Linked DNA regions of Sus scrofa: all the other regions are linked to region 3. Evidence: chromatin contacts called from public promoter capture Hi-C and targeted proximity ligation data. All regions are on one chromosome and are shown on one strand. The core of a region is the stretch at or near the end of the contact, and the rest is flanking DNA. Distances in the headings are between cores, read along the strand shown. Region 1 holds the start of ELFN1 (protein ELFN1). Region 2 holds the start of MAFK (transcription factor MafK). Region 3 holds the start of EIF3B (a long non-coding RNA gene). Region 4 has its middle 8.5 kb from the start of MIR9817. Region 5 holds the start of PSMG3 (proteasome assembly chaperone 3).

Evidence for each region. Promoter capture Hi-C pulls out the DNA fragments that hold promoters and counts their contacts.
Region 1: a contact with region 3 is called in a targeted proximity ligation map of alveolar macrophages. A contact is called at or near these places in 2 of 5 promoter capture datasets (fetal skeletal muscle and liver), 11 of 47 Hi-C or Micro-C datasets (alveolar macrophages, embryonic fibroblasts, heart right ventricle and 5 more) and 1 of 2 datasets of targeted methods (alveolar macrophages).
Region 2: a promoter capture Hi-C map of liver shows a contact between it and region 3, with 6 times the contacts expected there. A contact is called at or near these places in 2 of 5 promoter capture datasets (fetal liver and liver), 3 of 47 Hi-C or Micro-C datasets (liver and skeletal muscle) and 1 of 2 datasets of targeted methods (skeletal muscle).
Region 4: a promoter capture Hi-C map of fetal skeletal muscle shows a contact between it and region 3, with 9 times the contacts expected there. A contact is called at or near these places in 1 of 5 promoter capture datasets (fetal skeletal muscle), 6 of 47 Hi-C or Micro-C datasets (embryonic fibroblasts, heart right ventricle, mesenteric adipose tissue and 3 more) and 1 of 2 datasets of targeted methods (skeletal muscle).
Region 5: a contact with region 3 is called in a promoter capture Hi-C map of fetal skeletal muscle, with 6 times the contacts expected there. A contact is called at or near these places in 2 of 5 promoter capture datasets (fetal skeletal muscle and liver), 5 of 47 Hi-C or Micro-C datasets (embryonic fibroblasts, mesenteric adipose tissue, omental adipose tissue and 2 more) and 2 of 2 datasets of targeted methods (alveolar macrophages and skeletal muscle).

The regions. Positions count from the first base shown.
Region 1 is chr3:1,115,127-1,120,665 of Sscrofa11.1, forward strand. ELFN1 (protein ELFN1) reads left to right here and starts at 1,417. Exons shown (of 2, transcript XM_021085970.1): 1 at 1,417-1,898. LOC110260071 (collagen alpha-1(III) chain-like) reads right to left here. Exons shown (of 13, transcript XM_021087963.1): 13 at 4,926-5,127. The coding sequence ends at 4,926.
Region 2 is chr3:1,021,606-1,027,175 of Sscrofa11.1, forward strand. MAFK (transcription factor MafK) reads left to right here and starts at 1,761. Exons shown (of 3, transcript XM_003124249.6): 1 at 1,761-1,968.
Region 3 is chr3:1,641,737-1,646,826 of Sscrofa11.1, forward strand. EIF3B (a long non-coding RNA gene) reads left to right here and starts at 3,726. Exons shown (of 19, transcript XR_002342196.1): 1 at 3,726-4,445.
Region 4 is chr3:1,071,099-1,076,547 of Sscrofa11.1, forward strand. No RefSeq gene overlaps it. Among named protein-coding and RNA genes, the nearest start is that of MIR9817, 8.5 kb to the left of the region's middle.
Region 5 is chr3:1,052,980-1,058,336 of Sscrofa11.1, forward strand. PSMG3 (proteasome assembly chaperone 3) reads right to left here and starts at 1,737. Exons shown (of 3, transcript XM_003124248.4): 1 at 1,707-1,737; 2 at 856-1,099. The coding sequence starts at 1,071. LOC106507351 (a long non-coding RNA gene) reads left to right here and starts at 1,812. Exons shown (of 3, transcript XR_002342192.1): 1 at 1,812-2,378.

The DNA of each region.
Region 1 (5,539 bases), core at 167-2,666, 530 kb before region 3:
GAGGGCCCCGGGACGGGACAGGACAGCCTGAAGGCAGTGGCTCGGCCCTCGAGGGTCATCCTCCTAGTCCGGGAGTCCAGGGAAAGCCGGCGGCACGCCCTCCACCCCAAACTCCCTTTGGGGTCCTGGCTCTCCCGCAGGGACCCCAGTCTGGTGGAGGAGTGAAGTGGGGTTGGGAGGAGCTGGAGGGGGGCAGCTGGCGCTGCAGGCTGGATGGAGTTTATGGGCTGCAGAGAGGCTGCCGGACCGGACCCCAAAGCAGAACCCCGCGCGCCCGTCCTCAGTGGGGGGCCGCCTTTGGTGCCACTCCCACGCCTGTTCTGGTGTGGACTCTGGGAGGGGCGCCTCTGGCTCCCCAACCGCCTCTTGCCCTTCGTTGCGCGCTCGCAGGTCGACCCCGCCACCTCTGTCCCCCTTCTCGGGCTCGGGCAGGACGTGGGGACCGGCGCTGCTCACCCGGCCGTAGCGGGAGGGTCGCGCCTGCGCCTGCCCAGGTCCCAGCTTAGCAGCTCCAACACCGAGGCTCGGGAAGCGGCGCGCAGGCCGGGCCGGGCCGGGCGGGGGCGCTCTTGAGCCTGGTTTGGAATTTTCACCCAACGCGCAAGCCGCAGGCTGGGCAGTGGCGGTGGGAAGTGGGAGCCGCCCCGGGAGGCGGTGTGGCCGCTGCGGGTGCGGGCTCGGGGCGACAAGAGGGCTGTGGCTTTAGAATCCAGTTTAGAGGCCGACCGAGCGATTGCAGACCCCCCGGGGATTCGAGAGGCGAATGAAAGGGAAGGGGTGAGGAGGGGTCGGTGGGAGGAAAATCCGCTAAACCGAACCTTCCGGGGCATCGGAAGGAGCCTGGCGGAGCCCACAACCCTCCCCCTCCCCCTAGGGAGATCGCGGCGAGCAGTGGGAGGTCTAGAGTGTTGGGGGTGTTGGCGATCTAGGGGAGGGCAAGTCCTGGAGGGCGCCACCACCCTGTCGCTCCCACCCCCGCACGTGCAGGGCCCTCCTGATCCCGGAAACGCGCGCCCCTGCGTGCCGTGCAATTGCACTCGCGGACGCGCGCGCCCACATAGGGTTTGACTTCGGGTCAACTTCCACGCGGTTCCCGGGTGTGTGTACACACGACTGTGCCCGCACGCGCGTGCACAGCTCTCCCCCAGGTGCCCAGCTCCCATCGCCACCAAGTGTCCGGACTCCTAGACCTTCGGGGGCTTCTGCTCCAACAGTGGCCTGGGGCGGGGGCAGGGGCGCCCAGAGGGAGCAAGAAGGAAGAGGCGAGGATGCCTCTGGGCTCCCCACGCCGCCCCCCAGCATGCTCTAATTTCCCCTCCCGTGTCACCCTCCGGACACCCCCAGTCCACCGACGTGCAGGAGCCACACCGCCGCCGCCCGCGCCTCCGGCCGCCCCCGCCCGCGTCCCCCGCCCCTCCTCCAGCCCTCCCCGCTCAGGCTCCTCCACGAAACCTTCGATCTCGCAGGGAAAGAATGTGCTACAACCTCCGCGCGGCCGCGGCCGCCACCACCTCGCCCGCGCCGGAGCCGGAGCCCGAGCCCGAGCCGGAGCTGCCGCTCTTCCGCCCGCCCGGCCGGCCTTCGGCTCCCAGCGCGCTGTCTCCGCCGCCGCCCCGCTCTCGCCCGGCGCTTGACGCAGTGAGCGCCGCAGCCGGGCCCCCGCCAGCTCCGCTCCTCTTCCCGTCGCAGGCCGAGCCCAGCCGGGCGGGCTCCGGGAGGGGCGGGCAGGGCGCGAGGGGGAGGAGAACTGTCTGGAGCCAGCGAGGCCGGAGGAGGAAGAGCAGGAGGAAGGAGGGGAAGCCGCCGCTGCCGCCGCCGCCGCGCTCCGGGGACCTGGGCGCGCGCGCTCCGCTCGCCCGTGACCGTGCCTCTAGCCCCAGGCCCACATTCCTGCCCAGGTAGGAAGGGGCTTGTAGCGGAGGGGGCTGCGGTTCGGGGGTCCCTTCCACCGCAGCTGCAGGGCCAGCGGGTGCCCGCCCCTGGGGGAGGAGAGGAAGATGCTCTCCCCGGCGGCAGTGGGGGCGGCGCGGGGTCCCCAGAGGCATTCGCAGCCCTGGCCGCTCCTGTCCCCGCGCCCTGCCCTGAGCGTCCGCGCCGGGGCCGACTCTCCCCGCCTGTGGGGCTCTGGTTGTGGCGCGCTGGGTCCGCGGTTCCTGGACGCCCCCTGCTCCCGGGTTCCGAGGCGGGCGCACCCGAAGTTAGCAGTCGCCGAGCCCCGGCCGGCCAAACTTCCCTCCCCGACGCCGCGGCCCGAAGGGCCGGGACTCCGGACCCCTTGGGCTAGGAGGCGCCGAGGGGACCCCGAAACTTTCTGAGCTCTGTGAGCACGAAGGGCGGGATAGGCAAGGAGCGGAGTTGGAGGTGGTCTAACCTGCGAGCGAGCAGCGGTAGCCGGGGCGCGCCACGTTGTCGCGGAGACTGCCCCCCCAGCTGGAACCCCATCTTGTAGCCGAGGTCGGGCAAGGAGCGGACTGGGGTGCCTAGCCTTGGCACAGTCCGCTCGGAGGGAGCATTGCTCCGCCCCCCCGCCGCTGGAGCCCTTGGAGGGGGTGTTACAGGACACCCCCCCCCCCGCCCCAAGTCCGGTCGTTCGGCTCTGCCCGCAGCTGGCAAGCTCCCGAGAAGGACCCGGCTCCAGGCTATTAACGGGCGACTATGACCCGAACCTCTCTCTGCCGGGGAAGCCGCTGGGCTTGGCTGCGGGGTGTAGTGGGACCCCAGGCTGGGAGCTGGTTCCCTCCCCAGCTCTCATGGTCCTTATCCTGTCGCTGTTCCCCCCACACCCCCTGCTCTCCTCCCATTCTTTCCTCTCCAGTCTTGGGGGGGTCCCCCCCCTCAACTTTTTCTCTTCCCAAACTGCATGATGTGGCCTGTGACCCCCGCCCCCCGACTCACTGGATTCCAGCTCGGTCCGCAGCTGAGTCCTCCTCCGCTAGGTGGGAGTGGGGTCCCTGGGGCCAGACTGCCGGCAGTGAGCAGACCCCCCCCCCCGCCCCCGCCGTGACGCGCGGCCCATTCACCCGCCCCGCCAGCGGGTCAGCATCGCTCCGTCTGAGGGGCAGTGGGGGTGCAGTGGTCTCCAGGAGCCGCCTACGGGGTCGTGGAGAGTAGAGGGGACCCGCGAAGCCCCTGAAAGGGTTTTGAGGTGAAGCCACAGCCGCACGTGCCGGCAGGAGGCAGTGTCCCCGTGGCCCCCCTTCCAGCGGAGCCTTCGCACCCCGAAGGCCCAGGAGGGTTCCGTTTTCTCCTCCCACTCCACCCACCCTAAAGCTCAGCGCTCCCCGTGAGTGGATTTGAAGATTTGGGGGACCTGGGAGACGGAGAGCTTGTTCTCATCTTTCCGTCCGCAGAACCACGCGCGCAAGCAGCTTCGGGGGCTTTGTCCCCAGGGCTGGCCACGGACCCCGCCCCCTCTGTCACTGCCAGACCCTGACGCCCTCCAGCGCGCGCGTGCTCCGGCGATCAGAGAGCCTTGGTGAGCGAGAAGCAGCGTCCTTTCCCCTGCTCTGGGTCTGGGGGTGCGGTAGGGGGCGTGGAGCAGCCGTGTTGAGTCCATGACAGCTGTCCTCGCGGCGGCGCCCGGCGTCTCTGTAACAGAATTAATGACTTACACGCAGGCCGCCAATTGGCGCGGCCTGGGGGGAGGGGCGACCCAGCTGAGACCGAGGGGACAAGGTTGCAGTCCTACAGCGCAGCCTCTGCTTGGGGTGGGGGTCTCGGGGGCCAGGATTCCGAGCCGCGAGAGCCCCGCCTTCGCCCCGCCTCCAGTCCCCTGTGCCCGCAACTCTGTGATGTGCTCTCTGCAAAACCAGCTGATGGATCCTTGGGTTCCTGGACCAACTCTGCCCCTCCAGTTGGCCCCTGAGCCCCTCCTGGCACAGCCCTGACTCTGGGCAGCCAGGGTACTTGCCTGGTGCGGGGGGGGGGTGGGGGGTGGGGGGGGTGGAGGAGTGGGGCAGTGCGGGTCAAGGTTGCTTTCAGGCCTCTGGCCTGGGCTTGCACACCCAAGAAATGGGCTGGTAGCCCCTGGGCCTGGGGTGTAGCAGGAGGTGTTGATGTACCTCTGGGCAGGCCCTGGCACGTCCCTATCGGCAGGGCCATCCCAAGGCAACCCCATCCTTCCTGAGCCTGAGCTGCTTGGCCAGCGCGGACCTGGGGGAACCAGCTAGAAAGAGGAGCCAGTCACCTCTGGCAGGGGCTTGCCTAGGAAAGCGTGCCCACAGGGCCTGGGCTCCCCAACGAGCATCCTCTTCCTCCAGCAAGGCCAGGGGCTAGAGGGTTGATTTCTCAGACTTTCCAGGAGGGACCAGTGTCGCCTCTGGCAGAGAACCAGCTTCCCCCAGTCCGGGCAGCAGCTGGGGAGGGCCTCTTAGACAGCAGGGAGGAGAGGGAGCCCTCTCACCACCCCTCCTCCCCTGGTCCCCAGGCCTGGCACATCTGAGGCTTGCAGCATCTATCTGGTGATGGGCCCGTGCCCGCTGGACCAAGGGTCCAGGTAGGGGGCAGCCCGAGGAGAAAGGCTACAGCCCAGGTACCCCTTGTGGTCCACCTGCCTTCTTCCCGCTGCCTCACCCCGACCCGGGGACTGCGATAGTTTTCTCCCCAGAACTCCTGTAAAACCTCGGGGCACGCTGGCTTTGGTCCTAGCACCCCTTTTAAGGCTCTGCGCCCACCTCCAAAGGAGCCCCACCGGCCAGGCGGGAGGGGCCCCCAAGCGCTCAATTCCCAGTTTCCCACCTGGCAGGGGGAGGGCAGCTTAGAGACCCCTCCCCACTTCCTGGCCAACCTCGAGCGCCCAGGTGGTGCTGGGGGAGGGGACTTGCCAGGCCCTATAGGAGCCGCTTGTGCTGCGGGCTTTCATTCACATTCCCTCTGGGGCCCCACACACTATAGGATTTATCTTGATTTGCTGCCTCTGAATTGAGTCAACTCTTTTGTATGCTCGGTGAATTGCCCAGCTGCTGGCGGGGAGCGGAGAGCGTGCCGGGGGTACTGAGGCCGGGAATCAGGCAGGCGGGGGACAGGAAGCCGGGAGGGGGCGCGGGCGCCGACGGGGACGGGGACGGGCCAGGCTGCGCGGGGACACAAGCGACCCTGGCGCGGGCAGTGCCGGGCCTGCCCGGCCCCCTTAGGGAGTCCGGAGGGGCGGGGAGGCTCAGGCCCCGGGGGAGGCTGCCCCTCGGGCTCTGCCGCGGGCCGACCGTGTGGGGTGGCGTGGGCCTCCGGGCTTCTAGGGACTCGCTTGTCACTTGCGGAAAGGGGGGCTGTCTCCTCGTCCGTCACTTGCGGAAAGGGGGGCTTCCACACACGCAGGTTGTGAGGGTCAAACTAATCGGGAACCGTGTGCGAGAGCCCCCCCCACCCCGAGTCTTCCCGGAGGTTGGGGGGAGTGAAGGAAGGGAGGGGGGGCGCCAGGGCTGGGGAGAGGGTGCCGGCCCTACCTGTCCCCCCATCCCGCCCCCCAGCTCTCAGCCCCTGGATCCCTGCCTTCTCCGAGGTGGGCCGGACCGACGGGCCGACCCGGGTCCTGAGAACGCCT
Region 2 (5,570 bases), core at 511-3,010, 620 kb before region 3:
TTTGATCCATTAGAAACGTATACTGGTGTGCCACAGGGCTGAACTGTGGCTCCAATGTTACCTTTTGCGAAACGGCTATCATGTTGTCTCAGCAGCAGTGATGACACTATTTCATCAAGCCCCTTTTAAAGTTGAGGAAGCTAAGACTCAGAGGTGAAATGACGTGAAGAGTCACCCCGCGAGTGGGACCGCCGTCCCACCTCCACCTAATCCAGCCTCTCAGTCCCGCTTTCGCGGCATCAGCGAGAATATTTAGAGGATGCTCTGCGTAACCGACGTTCATACGAAGAGGCGGCAGCCAGGTAGGGAAGTGAGGACCCCGCTGAAAGTCAGTTTTCCTGACTACAGCGGTGGCCTGGCCAGAGGGCCACAAAGCGGCGGGCGGCCCGAGCTCTGCATCCGAGGACGGAGGGTGTGGGCCGAGAGAAAGGGGAAACACCTTTCGAATTCCAGCAAGTTCTCTGAAAACATCCTGGAGAGATGGGCTGCCCCTGCTGCTGTGTTTATTGGCAGCTGTTCCCGTGGAGGCTCCAACCTGGATGCCCCACCAGGCACGGGCGACCAGCAGGGCAGGGCAGGGCAGGGGGGCCGGGGGGGAAGCCCACACTGGCCGGAGCACGAAGCGGCTCGAGGGGGCCCCGTGGTGGTGCCTGCTGCAAGCGGATGACCCGCAAGCCTCTGGCACGTTCTCCGCTTCGTCTCCCAGGGTACACCCCAGGTGCCCAGGACCCCTCCACAGACACAGCCGGGCTGTGGGAGGCCGGCCGGCTCTCGCAGAGCCTTGGCGAGTTTCCCTCGATCTTTATTCAGAACTCAGACATGTGGCTTCACTGAGGTAGCTCATTATTTCTGAGAAGGGATCCAGAAAGTGTCCTAGTCGTGGGGGTGAGGGGGGGCTGGGCCTGGTAACTGGACAGGTCACCTCCTCGGCTTTGTCCTCCATCTGTGACAGGAGAGCGTGCTTCTCCCCAGGGGCAGCCTTGACCTGAGGCCAGGACAACACCCGGGTTCTGCCTGTGCCCGCCTGTTTCCCCGCAGCAGCTGTCAGCGGGCCTCAGGGGGGCACTGTTCCCAGGCTGGGGGGAGGGGGTCTTGGAGCCCCTGGACACTGAGGCCCCTGCCACTGTCTTTCTGATAGAAATTGTTCTTTTAACCCATTTTTTGGTGGAAAGACGGGAAATCAAAAGACAGATGGGCATGTCTGTTGGGGGGGACACCAGACACCCTCTCCTCGTTTGTGGGGCTGGCTCACCTGGCAGACAGGGAGGTGTGTGTCCATGAACCCGTCTCCTCTTGGGTGATAAAACCACCTGGACCTCGGTCGTGGGCTCTACCTGCTGTGACCACCCCTGGGGACGGCGAGGGTCTCCGAGGGCCCTGGTGAGGCTGAAGGATGCGCGGGAACCGCCAGAGGTAACGAATACGGGGTTCAGCCAGAGCCTGCCCTTCCCCAGTCCAGAGAGGGCGAACTCGCGGAAATGAGGGTGCCCCTGGCCCAGTTGTACTTAAGGCGACGAACGCCGCCCCTCGGGGCGCAGCGCACGTCGGGGCCGCCACCAAGCGGCGCGCTCGACACCTGCGGTCACGGGGCCATCCTGCCTGCCGGGCACAGGTGGGTCGCGGACTGGGCTCCGGGGGGCGGGGCGCTGGCGCGAGGAGCGGCGGGCGGGCGGAGCCTCGGGTGGGCGGGGCGCTGGCGCGTGCGTCGGCTGGGCGGGCCCGTCGGTGGGAGGGGCGGCGTGACGCGCGCCGACGCCGATCCCGGAAGCGGTGTCAGATGCTGGGGAGCCGGGCGGGCGGGCTGGCGGCGGGCGGCCGGGGGAACTTGTTGTTCTTAGCGAAGTCCGATCCCAAGCGCGCGGCGGAGGCGGCGGCCGCCGAAGGGGAGCGCGAGAGTGAGCGCGAGCGCGAGGAGAGCGCGTGCCCGCGAGGAGCCGCCGCGCGCCCGCGCCCCCCGCGCGACGCCAGGTGAGCAGCGGCCGGGCCGGGCGGGGCTGGGCCGGGGGCCGGGGGCCGGGGGCCGGGGGCCAGGGGCCAGGGGACCGGACGAGGGGCGCCCACCGCTGAGTCACTGCCACCTTGGACCCGCGGCCAAGTTGGGCCGAAGCCTGGAGCCCCGGCCCGGCCGGCGCACCTGCAGTCAGGTGTCCCGGCCCCAGAGCGCCGCGCGGGTTGGGGGCCTTCCTTCTGGGCTGGGGGAGCGCGCCCCGGACCCGCGACCCCAGGCCCGCGTTCGGAGCCGGCGGGCGCGGGGCGGAGAGGGGCGGGGCGGGCCGAGAAAGGGCCGGGTGGGGAGCGCGGGCGTTCCGGCGGCGCCGGAGCCCCTGCCCGGCCCGCCCCACCAGTTCTGCCCGCAGGCCCGGGAGATGCACTCCGGGGGAAGCGGGGGCGATGCGGAGGGCCACGTGTAGGGGAGCGCGTGGCGGCCAGGCCGAATGGGGCCTCGCACACCTGGGCGCTGCCCGGCTGGGCCGTGCGGTCCCGCCCTGGAGGCGCGCTGGCCCGGCCCAGCGCTGCCGGCGCCCCGGTCCCCGCCACCCCGAGGGTGGGCAGGGCGAGAAGGCCCCTCGCCCACCATGTCACTTTCCGGGGTTCCCATAGGGAGGTCTCGGTGTGGAAGCTTGGGGTGGGGAGGGGGACCCGGAACGCGTCACTTCCGAACCCCATGGCCCCGCGTCACATTTTTTTTCCCTTCTGTGAAGGGGGGGGGTGTCCATCCCCTAACTCTAAAAGCGGGTTTTTCTCTGCCTGTGCTGAGTTCAGGAAACAGATGAAGTGTCGGTCCGCCTGCTTCCACGCCTTCTCCAGGACCGGGCGGGAGGGGAAATGTTTCGCTCCGGCCCCGGGTCTGCCTTAGAAAAGCAAATCGCTGTGCCCTCCGTCTCCGGTCTCCGTAGTAGTAGGCTCCCTCGCCGCCACGTGTTGTGCAGTCTTCCCCAAAGCGCGCTTGCCCACATTCTGCCCACAGTCCGGGAGCCCTGCTGTGTTGGGGGTTGCAGGAAGTTCCCTGCTCTGTCTCGCGTTAATGATTACTGCCTGTTTACCTTAACGCACAGCTCTTTTGTAGCCAAGGCAAAAATGGATCTTCCACTTAAGAGTTCATTCAGCAGTTGACCAATACTCAGCCAGCCCTTGCCAGGTGCCTGGCCTCAGGGAGCTTCCGGGTCTCTGGGTGATCAGTGGGTGCCCCTGCCTGGAGGCTTGGCTGCGGGGCTGCCCACTCCCTCCCCCCACTGGCATTGGTGAAGTTTTGCCGGCAGAGCAGTTGCCACACAGGTGTCTTGATGTGTGCCGTGTCTGGAGCCGAGGCTCCAAGCCTCCTGTCTTCAGGGGGATGGCTTTTTTAAAAAGCCTTGGTCTACGGAGCCGGGAGGGTTTGGAAACGGAAGGTGGGCTGTGTGGGTGGGTGGGGGGGCACCTGCAGCCTGTGGCTGTTGTGGCTTGTTGACCCTTTTCAGAGGATGGTCCTCCTGGGGTCCAGTAGCAGTGCTGGCACCTGAGCCCGGGAGAGGGTGTCTGCTTTTCTGACTTAAAGCTGGACCTCTCATTCTCCCAGAAGAAGACTTTTGTCAGCACAGAACCGCAGCGCGAGGCTTCTCCCGGGAGCACGTTGGCCTTTTGTGCTGGAGCAGAGCTGGGCTTTAAGGGCCGGCTTCCAAGTTCAGCATCGCTCGCTTTCAAGGTGGTTGCTAAAAATGGGAGTTGAATCGAGGCTACTGGGGACGTCGGCTCGGGGCTCGCTGCATTCCAGCCCTTTCTCCGGCGCTGAGGCTGAAGCTGCCGCTGAGTGAGGTTGCTTTCCGGGCCGTTCTTTGTCCCCCGCGGTGCCTGCTCTCACTCTGGGGCTCTGCCTTGGCTGGGAGTTTGTTTACAACCTCAGGCAACCCAGGATCGCTGTCCGTGTCCTGGCTGCGCCTGAGTCTGAGGCTTCTGGAGTGGACGTTCTGGATGTAGGGTCCCGTCTGCACGGGAAGTGGCGCCCCGGCCAGGGGAAGCGTCCGCTGCGTAGCTGCTCTTTGGAGCAGTAAACAGTGACTCACCCCTGCTCCCCGCCTCCCCGCTCCCTGCTAATGGAAGACGCATGGCTCCGGTATTTACTTTTGCTTTTTATAAGTCACAGACTCCGTCATGTTTCCTCTTTCTTACAGTTTCAGGAAACTGAAAGTGTCATCTTAAAATCAAAGGATTTTAGAGCAGGTAGAAATGAACCTGGGGGCCCTTGGTTGTGCGCACGTGTGCGCGCGTGCGCACACACACACAGACACACACACACACACACACACCCCTTTTTAGGTGAGGAACCTGAGCCCCGAGGGCTCCTTGCCCACCTGCCCGCGGGGCGGGGTCCTGAGTTGGGGTCTGGTGCAGCGCCCTGCCTGCTTTCCTGCGATGCTGCCAGTCAGGGCCCCGGGCGGCAGGGCAGGGAGCCGTTGGGGTGGAAGCAGCCCCGGGCCCCCTCCCTTCAGTGCAGCGCTGATGCATCTGCTCTCGAAGCAGACCTTTCACCTGCCAGGAGTTGGGGGGAGCAGGTGTGGGTAATGGGGACCCCTGCCCTCCGTCCAGCGAGGGAGGCGGGCCTTGGACAGGAAGGCCAGGACCAAGTCTTGGGTGCAGCCCTGATGAGTGTTCTGGAGGAGGCACCCGCTGGCCGCAGGGGGGAGGGCGGGGGGGGGTATCTTTCTGGAGAAGCAGGGGTTGGGGGAGGGGAGGGCAGGGAGCGACAGGGAAGGGGGCAGGAGCTGAGCTCAGAAGTGGCCGGGTACCCCACACAGGTTGGGGGGAACTTCAGGAAGCTAGAGGTGGAGTCCTGGGAAGGCAGCAGGTGGCCAGGAGAGTCAGGGGCTCAGGAGGGACTCTGAGCAGGGGGGCTCCCTCTGTTTGCTGCGTGGGGGGCACTGCATTTGCGGGACTGAGATAGGAATCCAGACGAGATGCAGGGTGCTGGGCCGAGGCAGTGCTGGAGGCCAGCAGGTGGCCATGGAGGAAAGGCAGGGCCTGGGGGGCCATCATCCCTTGAGCTGACACAGGAGGAGGGCAGGTGTGGGCAGGGGTGCGTCTCTGGGGCGGGGCAGGCAGGGGTTCTCCAGGGGGATCCCTCCTGGACTTGGAGGTTGGGCTCTGGGAACCCTGGATGGCCCAGCTGGTGGGGGGGAGAACACAAGCTTGGGGGGTGCCTGAGGGCTCTCGGAGAGCAGGGGCCCAGCCTGAAGCTGGGTGGGGGGGACGAGAGGCCTGGGGCGTGGCGGGGGAGAGGTGGGGTGGCGTTCAGCCTGCTCTCAGCCCGGCAGCCGCCTGAGTCACCTCTGGTTGTAGCCAGGATGACACAGCTTCCTCGGACTGCAAACGCAAGGTGACCAGACGTCCTCCAAGCGGGGCAGACAGTCATGTCTTGCCGGAGGGCGGCCAGCCAGTGCCAGCCTGCAGGCTGGGCGTGGGCCGGGCTGGTGGGGTGCCGGGCGAGGCCGTCAGCAGGGTCTGGAGGTGGGCAGGCCAGTGCAGAGCCCTCCCGGCCCCCGGCCGTGTGTCTGTGGGGAACCGTGCGGGTTTGACAGGTGCTTGCTGTGCGGCCA
Region 3 (5,090 bases), core at 2,476-4,975:
CCATTTCACCTTCCAACCAGCAAGGGACGAGGGGTCCAAATGCTTCACACCTTCGCCAACGCACGACAGCGTCAGTTTCTCCATTTAGATGGAATCTCCTCGTGGTTTTTTGTTTTTTTGTTTGTTTGTTTGTTTGTTTTGTCTTTTTTGTCTTTTTTTGTTGTTGTTGTTGCTATTTCTTTGGCCGCTCCCGTGGCATATGGAGGTTCCCAGGCTAGGGGTTGAATCGGAGCTGTAGCCACCGGCCTACACCAGAGCCGCAGCAACGCGGGATCCGAGCCGCGTCTGCAACCTACACCACAGCTCACGGCAACGCCGGATCGTCAACCCACTGAGCAAGGGCAGGGACCGAACCCACAACCTCATGGTTCCTAGTTGAATTCGTTAACCACTGCGCCACGACGGGAACTCCTCTTCATGGTTTTAACGCGATTTTCCCCGATGACTAATGATGGCTCGCAGCTGTGCAGACAGATGCTCGCTGGAGACTTAGCTTCTTTTGTGAAGAGATGCTCAAGCCCTTTTTATTTATTGGTACATTTTTTTCTTTTTAGGGCTGCACCTGCGGCCTATGGAGAGTCACAGGCTAGGGGTCGAATCGGAGCCACAGCTGCCGGCCTACACCACAGCCACGGCAACGCCAGGTCCTTAACCCACTGAGCGAGGCTAGGGATTGAACCCGAGTCTTCGTGGATACCAGTCGGGTTCTTTAACTCCTGAGCCACAACGGGAACTCCTCCTTTCTTATATTTATCAGGTCTGGTATTAGGGGAATGCTGGCCCACAGAATGCGTGAGGAAGTGTTCCCCCTGCTTCTGTTTTCTGGAAGAGACTACAGGGAACTGGCATCATTTCTTTCTTCCGTGTTCAGGAGAATTCACCAGCGAAACCATCTGTGTGGCCGGTGCTTTCTCTTTCGGACGATGACCAACTTTAGTGATTCAGACACTTTCATCAATACAGGCCTGTTTACATGACCTACTTGACCTTGCGTCAGTTTTGTTAGTGGTTTTGAACAAATGACCCAAGTTATCAAATTTGTAGGCATGGGGTTGTTCATCATATTCCTTCACTATCCTTTGAACGTGTGTAGGACCCGTGCTGATCACCCCATTTCATTTCTTTCTTTTTTGTGTGTGTTCTTCTAGGGCCGCACCCTCCAGCCGCACCCGTGACCTACACCACAGCTCACAGCAACACCAGATCCTGAACGCACTGAGCAAGGCCAGGGATCGAACCCACAACCTCATGGCTCCTAGCTGGATTCCTTTCTGCTGCGCCACGACAGGAACTCCCTCACTGACACTTATGGAGCAGTTCACCACAGCCGCTCAAGGGCCATGCCCACGGGAGTCCACGTGCTGGGCCACGAGAGAGCCAGGTGGAAGCGTACTCTTAGGACCTGTACGTGGAAGTCACAGAGCATCACTTCTGCCACGTCCTGTGCATTTGAAATCCGTGATTAATGGCGTTCCCATGGTGGCTCAGCAGTAAGAAGCTGACGGGCATCCGTGAGGATGTGGGTTCAATCCCTGGCCTCGCTCAGTGGGTTAAGGATCTGGTGCTGCCGTGAGCTGGGGTGTAGGTCGCAGACGCCGCTCAGATCCCACATTGCTGTGGCTGTGGTGCAGGCCAGCAGCCGCAGCTCCACTTCGACCCCTGGCCTGGGAATCTTCATATGCCTCAGGGGAGGCCCTAAAAAGCCGGACAAAAAAGAGAAAGAAGTGACCAGAGGCACCCATATTGAGGGGAGCAAGGTTTGGCTTCTGCTTTAGAAGGCGTGTCAAAGGATTTACGAACCTAACTTAAATGCGCTTTTACCCTGACTTCTGTGATGCTTCGGTCCTGGAAGTTTTCCCCACCACACTGTGATTCTAAGACGGCAAGAGTCATACATTCTTTCCTCACCACTGTGTTCCCAAAACAGAGCCCCTCCCACGCAGCCCCGACACCCTGAACATCAATCGCAGCCCCCCTCAGGCTTTGCAGGGACCGCTGAGGGTCTCCGTGCTCTCCCTGGAACACTTAGAGATGTATTTTGAAAAAACATATGCTTCTGCATCGTGAGCACATCCATAATTTTACCCACAGGATAGGATATGACAAGTCCCTTCACTGGGAAGCAGTAATGAGTGGCTACTGTTTGCAACACCTGCGCCCCTGCAGGCAGAAGTCTTCCCTAAGAAACCTGTAGCTGCCCAGCTACCGTCAGCTGCTTTCACACTTGTCTGTATTTTTTTCTTATTCACTCATTGCCACCAATAGCACATTCTAGAACAACAGGGCAGGCAGTGCCCAAATCATCTATGAAAACAGCAGATAAACCTAGAAATTAGGAGGATAATGAGGACGGCCAGGAGAAATTACCTTGTCTTTGTGAAGCGGGTTTACAGGCTACCTCTCACTTTACAGGTGGGGAAGCCAAGGCCCAGAGGCCAAGCAGTGCCCAAAGTTACAAGGCTGAAAGAAGAGGAGGATTCAGAACCTGTGCTCGGCACCCAAAACCCCGGTTCTTTTCTCTTTTTTCTTCTTTAAGGGCTGCACCGGCAGCACATGGAGGTTCCCAGGCCAGGGGTCCAATCGGAGCTACAGATGCCAGCCTTCACCACAGCCACAGCAAGGCCAGATCCGAGCCGGGTCTACGACCTACACCACAGCTTATGGCAACGCCGCATCGTTAACCCCTGAGTGAGGCCAGGGATCGAACCTGCGTCCTCATGGATACCAGTCGGGTTCGTTTCGCGGCGCCACAACCGGAACACCTCTTTTTTTTTCCCTTTCAACTGTGGTAAAACATACACAACATTCCATTAACCATTTTGGCCACTTTTCAGTGTAGAGTTCGGGGCAGTAAGTACATTCACAGTGTCGTGCATGCGCCACCACCATCCACCTTCTCGAAATCAAACTTGGTCCCCGTGAAATTCCAACTCCCCATTCCCCATCGCAGCAGCCATCGTCTTCTTTCATAAAATGATTAATGGGCGGTGGCCCTCACCCCCGGCAACAAGCAAAACACAAGATGCGAATTGAGATTACCTTCCAGACGAAGCAAACCTAACCCAGAGGCGCCGCACACCCGCACCTCCGGAGACCCGGCCTGCGGCCGCGCGGGCCACACCGGCCACGCCCTCTTGCCCGCCCACAAAGCCGGCCCCGCCCACTAGCCGCCCCGATCCAGGCCCCGCCCCGAGTCCGGCTCCGCCCCGCCCCACGCTCCAGCGGCTGACCCCGCCCCGCTCCCGAGACCCGCGCTCTTTAGCGCGTCTGGGGGCGGAGCCCCGAGCGGGCCGAACCACCGTGATCCCCAGAATGGGGGTCGACGGAGTTACAGCCACCGCGGTGGGCTTGGGAGTGATTTAAACATCTCTCACTCATTTTTTTGGTATTGCGCCAGGCAGTCGTCCCTCTAGTAGCTTTGGCCATCTATGGCTCGCTAAGAATTCCTGTTATATTTTGGAATCGTCCGTTCTTTTCCCCGTCAGTAGACGAGTCTAAAAACCGACGTGGGGGGGACTTAGTAATTGAAATAGTTGGTGAAAGGCTAAGATATCCCAAACAAAATATCCTGCAAATTTTTAAGTTTTATTTAATATTAATTTTAACGTCAATTGTTATTTCATGCACATCTGCGTGCTGGAATGATTTCTGGTACCTCCCTGCGGCGTCACAAATAGTTTAGTCCTTCACCGTAAGGCCCGACGGGAGGAGGAAGGGAGTGGTTGCCATGTTGGACGGGACCATCTGCTACTTTACATGGGGTAGTTTCGTTCCCAAACAGTTTGTGGACTGAACAGAGCAGGGGCGGTGATTGGAGCTGAGCACGCACTTATCACGGGAGCGCTATCGTAATCCCTAGTGGACACATTTATACCCGGTGAGCTCCTCTAGACGCGCGGGGCGGCATCGGGGCGTGGGCGCTCCCCCCATCCCTGCGAGTGCCCCACCGCTCGCACATGGCCCGGCGGTAGGCGCGCGGTGCGGCCTGGGAGAGTCGGAAGCGCGGCGAGCCCGGGCGAGGCGGCACCGGAGGGCCATGCAGGACGCGGAGAACGTGGCGGCGCCCGAGGCGTCCGAGCAGCGGGCCGAGCCCGGACAGCAAGAGCCGACCGCAGAGGCGCCTCCGAGGGAGGAGCCAGCGCGACCAGCCGCACTGGAGGGTGCGGGCGGCGAGGACCCGGAGGCCGGGCCGGGGCCTGATGTGCCGGCCGAGCCTTTGGCCGACGGGGAGCAAAAGACGGACGCGACCCCCGGCGCCTCCCCGCCGCCTTCCGAGGAGCCCCCAACCCTGGCCGCAGGCGAGACGGGGCAGGCGCGGGACGCGGCGGCCGAGGCCGGCTCCGAGGGGGCGGGTGGGGAGCCCGGCGGCGCGGCGGAGGACGGTGGCGCGGACGAGCCCTCCTTCAGCGACCCCGAGGACTTCGTGGACGACGTGAGCGAGGAAGGTGAGGCGGCGGGGCGGGTCTGCGCCCAGATTCCCGATCCCCGATGCTCGGGAGCGGTGCCTGTCCTGCGCCTGTCGCCCAGAGCGCCTGGATCTCCGTTTTTTCTCAAAAGCAGAGGGGTGCAGGGTGGAGACAACTCCGCGAACCAGCCTCTGATGCTACAGCCAGGAGTTTGGAGGGTAATGAGAGCACACGGCGTGTACGCAGGAGCCGTGGCCCTGTGTGCACCTGTGTGGTTTTAGGGTCCAGCCGAGCAGGACACTCCACGTGCCGTAGGTTCTCGGTTGACAGCTCTCTGTCTGCGGTCCGGGTGCCCCGAGTGGCCAGCCAGACCTATCAAAGGCCTGAAATTGACCCAGTGCCGACACTTGAGGGGTGGGTGGACGCTGTCCCTCGGGAGTGGGAGGAACAGGGCGGCAAAGTTGGTCTCCTCTGCTCCTACTGTGCCACCGGAGCCTCTGCCCGCAGAGAGCTGCTCAGTAGGACGGTGTCAGCCTGACTGCTGGATTCCCAAGCCTGTAGGCCTAGCACCAGTCACCCTTCTTTCGGCAAATACTTTTTTCTCAGGTTGTAGTCCTGATCACAGCTTTCTTTGACTTGTTTTCTGCCCTGGCTCGACTTACAGCCATTATTTCTGCTCTCTGC
Region 4 (5,449 bases), core at 2,548-5,047, 570 kb before region 3:
ACCCGTCATTAACTTGCAAGGAGAAGTAGCAGGGCCTGGCCCGCGGGCCTCCCGGAAGGACGTGTAGGAAGCAGCGTCTGCGCCAGGGCGGAGAGGACGGCCCTGGTTAATCCCGACTCAGCAGAGGGCAGGGGGAGGGCGCTGCTGCTGTCAGGGTCGGTGGCAAGACTCGAGTGCCATCCATCTGGTGAGCCGAGGCCGAGGCTGAGGGTCTCCCATAGGAGACGAGGGTTCCAAGGGAGCTCTGACGATGGTCCTGCCGCCCTGGCAGAGACTGGCGCTGTTTGTCAGGTTTGCGGGGGTGGATGGTGCGGTTCTGGGAGTGGCGATCAGGACGGGTGGCTCTAGAGTGATGCTGGGAAGGCTGTGGACACCCAGGCCCCGGGCGAGAGGCTGTTTGGGGAGGATGGGAGTCAGAGCCACAGGGCACTAGCCGTGGCACTGCCTCTGTGGTGAGCACGCCTTGCCAGCCATTCTGGGGGGGCCTCTGGGGCGCTGTGTGACCTCGGGCCCTCAGCCACTATCTCTGGATGGCACAGTCCTTGTGGGCAAGGCCTGAACTCTGAGGGGCCCTCCCCGGCCCAGCAGGAGCACGGCCCGAGGGGTGGTTAGGGTCTGACTGCTGACGTGTGGATGCGCGCACGGACCCGGGAGGGATGGGAGCGTGAGGGTGGGCCGGGCTGTCCTCAGGGGCTTGCCGCCGACTTGGGGGACAAGAGGCTCCAGGCTCGTGCACGCGGGGCTGGGATGGGGGCTGCGGGCAGCCAGCACCCGCAGGAGTGGGGGTCCTCGGGGGAAAGGTCCGCGCAGAGCTCTCCCGGCTTTGACCTAATGACGGACGAGGTCTCTCCAGGCGAAGGTGGAGAGAGAGTTCTGGAAGGAAGCAGCTTCGCGCAGGCCTAGGAAGAGGGAGTTGATAATGATGGTGGCAGTGACGGCGACGACGGGGACGGGAACGGGGACGACGATGGAGGTGACGACGGGGACGGGGACGGGGATGGAGGTGACAACGGGGACGGGGACGGGGATGACGATGGAGGGGAGGGTGGTGAGGGTGGTGCTGATGGAGGTGAGGGTGAGGGTGGTGATGGAGGTGGTGGTGGTGCTGCTGACGTTGCTGCTGATACCCGTGGTGAGGGTGTTGAGGGTGCTGACGGAGGTGGTGGTGGTGGCTTTGGCAATGGCGATGGCAGTGATGGTGACACAGCCATAGCAGCAGCCTCCTCCTCCCTCGGTCAGGGGTTCGGATCAGCTCAGGGGACTAGAACCACAGTGCTGGCCTGAGGGACGTGGGAGATGTTCCAGGGTCTGAGCCTTGCTCTCTGACAGCTCCGCCTTTCCACGGACCCGGGCAGACTATATGCCCGGCTTCCTCCCACCTGCCTTTAGACAGGACTTGATCTCTGCTACGTCCCATCCCCGGATGAGGACCGGCCAGGCTGTGACCTCGGCTGACTCCCACGACCTCCACTGATGGCCACTCCCAGTCTGGTCAGTAGAAGGAGGTGCGACTCCATCTTCCATCTTGGCCTAACCCTAACCCCAAGGCGAACCCTAACCCCAAGGCGAACCCTAACCCCAAGGCGAATCCTAACCCTAAGGCGAACCCTGACCCCAAGGCGAACCCTAAGCCTAACCCTAAGCCTAACCCTAACCCTAAGGCTAAGCCTAACCCTAATCCGAAGGCGAACCCTAAGGCTAAACCTAACCCTAAGGCGAACCCTAACCCTAAGAGCAAGTAATGGGGATTTGGAATTAAGGTCAGTTTGGTGGTGCTAGAGAGCTTGTGGGTACCCCCGCCCCCCGGCACCAGGCCGAAGTTTCTATTGGGAATGACCTGACCTTTGAGCGACTGCCTCTCCCTGGCCACCTAGCTGCCATGGACACTGGCTGGGGGACCCAGCTCCCTGCCACCTGTGACCGGGAGCTGGCTGAGGACACAGGACTCCTCTTCCCAGAGGCGTGCTGTTCTCCCCGTGGTTCCTGGTCTCCCCCAAACCCTCTAAAGGCGCCCGTGCCCCACCCTGGGCCCACCTCCCCACAGCCTGGATGGGGCACTCGGCGGCGACGCTGCCTCACCTCTTCATTCACGCTCACCTCTTTAGGATGTCAGCCCTGGGGCCCACGGAGGCGGACCCCGAAACCTCCGAGCTCAGATGCTCGACCACAAGGCCCCAGGCCCCGGGCTCACCACTTCACCCTGGGGGTTCCCACCACGCCGAGCAGCCCCTCAGGCCCCCCTCGCACGCACGCACGCACGCTGGCGCGACACTCTGGGCCGCAGAGCTCATAGCAAGGCCAAAAGTTGGGAACCCGGTCCACGAATCGAAACGTTTGCTCAGTTCCCTTGACTCCTATTTAGCATGTCAAGGGCCAGGCCTGGCAGTGATGCCCGAGTCCTGCCGCCGTGCGGGGGCGAGGACTGTGGATGTGGTGCAGTAAGGGGACTGCTGGTGCTGGTGACGGGGGTGGGCAGGGGGGGGGGAGGGGCTGCTGGGCATCCAGGGGCTTTGGCAGCCTCCGTCTGGGCCTGGGCCACGGGAAGGGTGGGGAGGCCGAAGCCCCCTGGGCCACGCCCGGCCTGTGGGAGGCAGCCACGAAGATGGGCCGGGCGGGGGTCTGGCTCTGCGTGCCACGGGTGGGTTTTCAGTCCCTCGGGAGCCCCCAGGAGGTGCCGGCAGGCTGGTAGGAAAGGGCTCTCGGGGAGGAAGAGGCCGCAGCCTGGGAGGACGTTGTGACCGGGGCCGATGGCCTTGAGAGAGGACGCAGAGCCGCCCTCGTGAGTGTGGCAGCAGCGTGGATGCCCGACCTCCCCCGACGTCCCCGCGGAACCGGATGTGCTCACGAGCTTGGCAGGCGGCTCCCAGCTTGTAATTTGTGGGAGAAGTGACCTTTTATATTTCAGAGCACATGAAGTTAATTTGCACTCCAAGTTCAAGAGAGCTCCTGAGAAGGTACACATGTGATTTCTTAACAGCTGTTACTGTGGGACTCAAGCTGACAGGAATGATGAGGCGGGCGGGTTCGTTTCACGGAGAAAGAGATGCTGTCACCCCAGAGCCGCCCTGACGGCAGCCATCAGAGGGGGAGCGCCTGCGGCAGCGGGGGGCCAGCCGCTCACCTGGTACCCTGTCCCTGACCCACAGCTGTCCCGTGCTGTTTGAATACCACCAGCGACGGAGCGCTCACTACCTCTGGGCAGCCCCGTCTGCTGCCGGTCGGGCTGGCGGGGAGCAGGGCTCGCGGGCACTGGGCGAAACCTGCTTTTGCTGGTTGAGTTCTGCCCTCTGAAGATGCAGACATCCTGCTTGCTCCTCCTCCTGCCCTTCCGGCGTCTGAAGGTGGCCAGCTCATCCTCCTCTTCTGCTGACCACCTCCAATTCCTTGACCACGTGTCCCTGCGCTGCCGCAGGTCCTCCCGGCCTGTCCCTGGGGATGGTCTGGACCGCCGGCATCCCCAGAGTCCGGCCCTCGGAACCAAACACAATGCTTCTTTCGCTGGCCGACCGGGCAGGATTCCTATCGCTTTCCTGCTCCTGGACACCGCAGCTCCAGCCAGACGGCCGAAGATGGCAGTCACCGTGACCTTCCAGGGGCCGCTGGCCCCAGGCGGTGTCCAGGAGGCTCTGTGCCATCGCCCTTGGGGGCGGAGCAGGAAAGACAGCCGCTGTAGCACTGGGTCTCGTCCAAAGGCACGGACAGGCTGCTGGTCTTAGGGTGAACCCAGCAGCCCGTGGTGGCCCAGCTGTGCCCCCCCAGCCCCTGCCCTCCCTGGGCCCTGATGATTGGACCAGGGCTGGTCACCAGACTTGAGCTAGACCAATCAGATCGGGAGTTGGGACAGCAGCTGGCTGTGGGGCAGCTGTATTCCCCAGGGTCTGGAAATCCGGTGTCTGTCTGCAGAGGGAGGGGAGATGGGGCTGGGGAGGCCCTGCGGGGAGCGGAGCAAACCGTGGAGCAAAGGCAGAGAGAGGCGGGGTGGGCGCGCAGCCCAGAGCCCACCTGTGTCACCTGCCTTCCCAGCTACATAGACCCAGAGGGTCCCACGGGGAGAGGGGCGCATGCTGGGGTCTGGCCCTGAGGCCTGGCTCCAGCTCCCATCCTGCCGCCAGGATTCTCCAACCACCTGGGGACCCACCTCCACCCCTGGAAAGGCCCCTAGCCCCTCAGGGCCCCTCCCCCGCCCCCCGGCAGGGGACAACCCACGGCCTGGGGCTGTGCTGTTTTGTACCTTCTGTAACTCATGGGGCTGCTTATGGGCTGCTGGCCCTGTACCTGCCCAGGTGTGGAACCAGCCTGTTGGGTGGGGCCAGGGGAGGCCTCGAATGGGGCTGATGGCTCAGGCCGAAGCAGCATGGTTAAGTGCTTGGCCAAGAGTGGTCAGGACCTGTGTGGCTCCAACTCGTCTGAACCCTTCACGAGCGTGAGCACGTGACCTCCCCTCTCGAGCCTCCCTTTTCTCCTCTGCAGACTGGCACTGCTGGTGACCCCCGCCTGCTGGGACTGTTCTAGGAGCCTCTGTGGGTGTGCCCGGCGCAGAGCCAGTCCCATGGAAGGCAGACGGCACCCTCGCGGGGCTGGCCGGGGGGCTCTCCGTGGCCGTGTGCTCGGGGGACAGGGATCCTAGCCTCAGAAGCCAGATGGCGCTTGCTGGGAGCGGGAACAGGGTCCCCTCTGAACTCCTGCTGGAGTTCCAACCCCCAGGCGCTCCGAGGGGGACTGGCCTGGAGACAGGCTTTGGGGAGATGACGAGGGCAGAATGAGGGCATGTGAGGGGCCCTAATCCGGTGCGACAGGTGTTCCAGGAAGAAGGAGATTAGGGCCGAGACACGCAGGGGGCGCAGGGAGGAGACGGCCACCTGCAGGCCAGGCGAGGCCTCGGGAGCAAGCAGTCCGGCCGGCACCTGGACCTTCAGCTTCCAGAACCGAGGGGGTCCGGCTCTGGTGTCTGAGCCGCCCGCTCTGAGGCGTTCGTTGCGGCTGCCCGAGCTGACAGTTAGTGTCTCTGGGCCGGACCCTGTCCCTCGAGGCCTCACAGAGGCCTGTCGAGCTTGCAGGAGGGGACATCCATGACCCCACCTCCTGATGGGGAAAGTTCTGGGGGAGCAGAAGATCGTTTACGGGAAAGACAGGCTGCGGGGGCCCGCCGAGAGCAGAGGGGCGGGGCTGGGCGGAGGTCACGTGGCCCGCGGCCTCTGGATGCAGGAGGGGCAGCCTGGCCTGCGTGGGCGCTTCCCACCCCGGGAGATGCGGAGGGCCCACCGGCAGGCCGGGCGCACCCCCCACCCCGCCCCTGCTCCGACGCCTCCCCGGCACGTCGACCCCCCACGAAGCCCCTCTAGGCTCCCCAGCCGGCAGCCTCGGGCGGGGCCGCGCTGGGCCCAGGCCTGCGTCCCAGGTGGTTTTGTTCCTGTGCCCGTCGAGCAGGCCGTTTCAGCCTTTCCGACCG
Region 5 (5,357 bases), core at 487-2,986, 590 kb before region 3:
CTAGGGGTCTAATTGGAGCTGTAGCCACCAGCCTGCACCACAGCCACAGCAATGCCAGATCCGAGCCGCGTCTGCGACCTACACCACAGCTCACGGCAACGCCGGATCCTCAACCCACTGAGCGAGGCCAGGGATCGAACCCGCAACCTCATGGTTCCTAGTCAGATTTGTTTCCGCTGCGTCACAACGGGAACGCCCCATTGTGTCCTTTTTTTTAGATCCCACATGTAAGTGACAGCATTTGAGGTTGGCATCTCACCATCTGCCTGACTTCACTTGGCGTGATAATTTCTAGGTCCAACCTCTTTTCTTCTTAATGCCTTCCTAGTCCCCCCGAGAAACCCGGCCTGGCTTCCAACCATTCAGTCACCACCTGGTAAGTTCAGTGTGACAGTAACTCAGGTTCAAAGAGACTCAGGGCACTCCAGTCATAAACGCACTGCTAAGGAGCATCATTAAACTTGTCCCTTTCGTGCTTCTGGTTCCTGTCTCTTCCGGCGATTTCTGCTCTGGAAGGACCCCTGAAAGTCTGCAGAGGCAACCTGTCAAGGCTCACAGATGGTCTTTCCAGAACGAAGCATGCACAACCAGTCATTACCATAATGTATCATGACAGGGTCAAACTGAGGGGAGGCCTACATCGCAAAATCAATACCTCCGCCTGTCTGCAGGATAAAATGCTGATGGGCTGGAAGCAGCAGCCACCAAGGGCAGGTGGATGCCCTCAGACGCAGAGAGGCCCCGGAAAATGCTGTCGAGGGCTGGTGGCGGTGGGCGTGGGGGCGTCTGCCCAGAGATGCTCCCCGTGTGTATTAACAAATTGTAGCCACCGGGCTCCCGCCCCCATCCCTTTACCTCGTCCTGCCCGAGAAGAACTTTGGTGGTGAGCACAGGCTTGCTGATGTCACTGGTCATGCTGCTGGATTCCAGGGAGACCAGGGTACCCATTTTCCCGAACTGGGTCACCACCACCAGGATGTGACTGCTGAAGGCTGTGCATACCACCTGGGTAGGGACGCCACACACTACCGCAGTCGTCTGTTTCGACATCACCAATGGTTTGCCTTCCATGGTTGGGTCTGTTCAATGGCCCCTTCAGCTTGTTAAGAATAAAGAGAGTAAATCAGCATCAGATGGCCTTGGGGCTCCAGAGTAAGTACCATTTGGCATTAAAACAGAAATACAAGTGGGCTCATTCAAAAGCCTGTATCTGTTAACCCTTACAGGCCTCATTTGCCCAAAACTTTCTAGATTCATTGAGTAGACACACTTGTATACATAAACTAGCCAGGCAAAGGAGGCAGGATGTCAAAATATGCTTTTCTTTCCTCTTCCACGCGCTTGGGGCCCCTGCTGTTAAGCATCACTGTGACCCCACCCCATCCCGAGGCTCTGAGTCCTGGGGCCCTCGGTGGTGCCACTGCCGGGGGGGTGAAGGGCTGAAAGCGCCGCAGGTGCAGGTGCAAAAGCCAGGCCAGAGCAGGTGGCCACGCTCCTGCCGTCCCTCCAGTGCGCCCATTGAGGTTCCGTTTTCTGCACTTGGGAAAACCACCGGCCCCACAGGAGAAGCAGCACGTCACCGAGCCAGGAGGCAGATGGCGACCGTGGCTGGGGCGCCAACCGTGGGGGCGCCCGCCCTCGCCTTCCCGCTCCAGCCTCCGCGGCCCCCTACCCTCCCTGCCGCCCGCCATGCCGCCCGCGCTCACCAGGCCGCGCCCGGAAATGACGCCGGTGGCGGCGCGGCCCCGCCCCCTAAGGCCCCGCCCCGCTCCCGAGCGCCAGACGCGCCCGCGGGCTCTGCGGCCCCCGCCGGAAGTGCAGCCCGCAGGGCTTCCGGTCGCGCCGGGGCCGCTGGGCTCTGAGGCGCTGGGCTGCCCGCCCGCCAGCAGCGACGGGCTGGGCACCGAGTCGCGCGAGGGGCTGCGGCCCCAAGCTCGGGAGCGCAGCCTCCAGCTTCTTCCCAAGGGCGGTCTCGCCCTTCGGCCCCTCGGCCCCTCGGCCCCGCAGTAGAGCGGCCTCCGGCTTCTCCCCAGGGGCGACCTCGGGCGCTCCTGACGGCGGCCCTGCTCCTCTGTCACCGGGGAGCCGCAGTGGGGTCCCTGGCCCCTTGGCCGTGGGTTCCAGGGCGCTGCTGCAAGCACAGGGAGCCGAGAGAAAACCAGGGCTGGACCGCAGTTAAGGCGCTGAAAGCGGGTTCCGCCCAGGGCGCTTCACAGAGCGCGCAGGAGACCCCGGTGTGGAGCCGGGCTCACCCCGCACACGGGTGGGCGGAAAAGAAAGGCGCACCCCGAAAGCTGAGCCTTACGTTTCGTGTGGCACACCAAGCTGAGGACCCGAGCCTGGGGCCCAGCATCTAACTGGGAGCCCGCTCCGTAGAGGTGAGGCAGGAGCCGGCACCTCCGGGCGGTTCCGCGCAAAGACCAGGTAGCTGGCGCGTGGGGAGGTCGCTGTCCGTTAAGGAACCAGACCTCTCCAGGCGTTTAGTGCTTGGAGTTCCCGTCCTGGCGCAGTGGTTAACGAGCCCGACTGGGAACCGTGAGGTTGCGGGTTCGGTCCCTGGCCTCGCTCCGTGGGTTAAGGATCCGGCGTTGCCCTGAGCTGTGGTGTAGGTTGCAGATGTGGCTTGGATCCCGTGGGGCTGTGGCTCTGGCGTAGGCCGGTGGCTACAGCTCCGATTAGACCCCTAGCCTGGGAACCTCCATATGCCGCGGGAGTGGCCCAAGAAATGGCAAAAAGAGAAAAAAAAAAAAAAAAAGAAAAAAGGAATTTAGTGCTTCTCCGTGAGTGGGGGGGGGGGGGGCGGGTGATGCAAAGTCTGGGCTCATTCCCATCAACCCCAAGTGATTTCAGCGTTCACGGCCTTCGTCCTCTGGGTGCACCGTCGTGGTGGCTGTAATGTGACAGCTTGATGGCTGCAACATCCTTTCTTCACTGATCGGTCGCGCGTGTTCAAAACCACAGGAGCCGGTGGGAATTTACAGCCGAGGAACGGCGTGGGGTCAGGGGGTGGGAAACTACTACGCGGAAACCTCTGGGTGGGGGGCTGGGGGTTTGGGGCTTCTAGCCAAGGAAACCTGGTGGGATTCTTGCTCAAGGCCGGCCAGGTATCAGACCACCTGGGGGGTGAGGACGGGTTACCGATCAGGGTATCACAAAAGCCCCAAGTGGAGGCCTCGCTGGAGGCGGGTTGAGAGCAGCTGGAGGCGGGTCTGGTGTAGGGGAGCGTCTTCGGCAGCATCCTCTGCCTGGCGGTGACAGAGGCCTTCGAACCCCTCTAGGTGGTGCCAGGGCGTGCCAGGGTGCCAGGTGCCAGGGCTTCTAGGTGGTGCCAGGGCCTCTGCCCTCGAGAGCCCATCTGGGGCATCCTGGTCCCCCCCGGGGAGTACTCAGAACAGCTCCCGTTTATCTGGCCCTTCGTGTGTGCAGGCGTTGTTCTGAGCGCGTCAGACGTCGTAACTCTTAATCTAAACAACCCCAGTATCGAGACCTTATCATCCTCATTGCAGAGACAGGGCGTTCGGGCTGAAGGACCTGCCCAGGGTCACGGAGCTGATGAGACTGGGTCTGGACTTCGGACCTTTACCCTTGATTGCCGGTCTTGTGACTCACATGCTCGGGCACGGGGAGAGGCGGGACCGTGCTGCCCTGTCGCAGGGTGATTTCTGGTTCCTGCCAGGCCTTCTGCCCACCCCCCCTTCTCCAAGCTGGAAGTTGTGGTGGCAGCGTCCGTTGGCTGTTTGGGGGCGGGGGGGGTGTCTTGTGCTGATACTGCCATGATTTGAGCCGTGAGCCTCTTCCTGAGGGATTAACACCGGGCCACCCGCACCCTCAGAGGCCTGTCTGCCTGGCTTCCTGCCAGGCCTGTCAAGGCACGTCCCCCCCCAACCCCCGCCTGTCTGTCCACATCACTTAACCCCTTAGGGAACTTGGGCTTCCCCCAGGTCCTCGCTGCCTTTCCTCATGATTTAATGACTCCTCGTGCCATACACCTTAAGTCCAATGAAGCATGCTCCTCCCACAGTGATTTCTGGGGCCCAACAGGAAAAGGCATCGATACAAAGCATTATCGAAATAGACATAAAACCAAGAGGAAGCTTGTTTTTGACACTGGCAGCCAGTTCACAGAGGGAAAGATGATGAGTTTCATGGTTCCAGGCCTCAGGAAGGAAACATGTCAGTCTCTCAGGAGAGTCTAAGTTTTGTTGGTTCTAAATTTAAACACACGTCCACCCACACACCCCCCAAAAGCCACCTGCCAATGTATTGCCGGTGTGAAACCTTTAAAAGGTTCCTTTACTTTTATTCGCCAATTCACGTGTTCTCTCTCTGTAGGCAAATAGATGCAAGAAATATGCCCCCCCCCCGAGACAACCCCCCTCTGAAATAGACGTAGCACTTTTTATAAAAGGGATCCCGGAGGACCAAGTGGGTGATGGCTGGAGGGCCCTGTGGCTGGTTTTGGTGTAGACCTTTGATAAAGACGGAGTTGGGAGGAAACCAGGCGGGGTCGTCCTGGGCCAGGGTGACGGCAGGGCGGGCAGGTCCTTCCCGGTGGCCTAAGTGGCTGTGTGGGCAGAACCCCCGCGCCTAGACTCTCGGGGGAAGCGCTTGCTGCTGGCCACCGACGGCTCTCCAGTGCGAGACGGGGATTTAGCTGGAAAGAAGATCGTGGGAGTGAATTCACTTAAAACAGGCACCCGTCGTAAGCACGTCAGTCGTGGGGCAGAAGCGTTTGAGAACTTATGGTGGAAAAGAAAAAGGGGGGGGTCTTGAATTTGTCTCGCAGGCGATTCGGGTGATGACTGTGCCATTCTAAGTCGACTTGGAGAACCAGCAGAGAATTAATCAGGTGTCGATGTGGCAGGGGCATGATTTTTCCAGCCCCCTGTGGGCCGGCCTTGGCAGCAGTCTTCACAGGATGGGTTCTCTCGGCTCCCTCACTGGGCGGAGCCGTCGTGCCGACATCTCCAAGGGCACCGTCCGTCTCCCCCAGCCTCTCTTAGCCCTCTGATACTCGGATCCCCGCGGGCTGACGTACCGTCCTGTCGGGAGCCTCGTCAGCATCCTGTCCTCGGATGCCTGCCCGGCCGGCCCTGCCAGGCCCTCCTGCCCGCTGGCCAAAGGTCCTGGGCTAGATCCGAACATCTCCCAGTGTGACACGTGTGGCCTTTCCAAGATCTCACATCTTTGGTGAGGTTTGTAATTGGAGTGGAGCCCGAGCAGGCACATGGGCTCCGTGCGAGGACAGTCTGTTTTCTTCGGCCACCTCATGCCTGCGGGCACCCAAGACTTGGAGCGGCTTGGGCACGACGTTGGTCTCCGGGTCTCAGGGCCTGCCTGCGTCTGATAGGCACAGT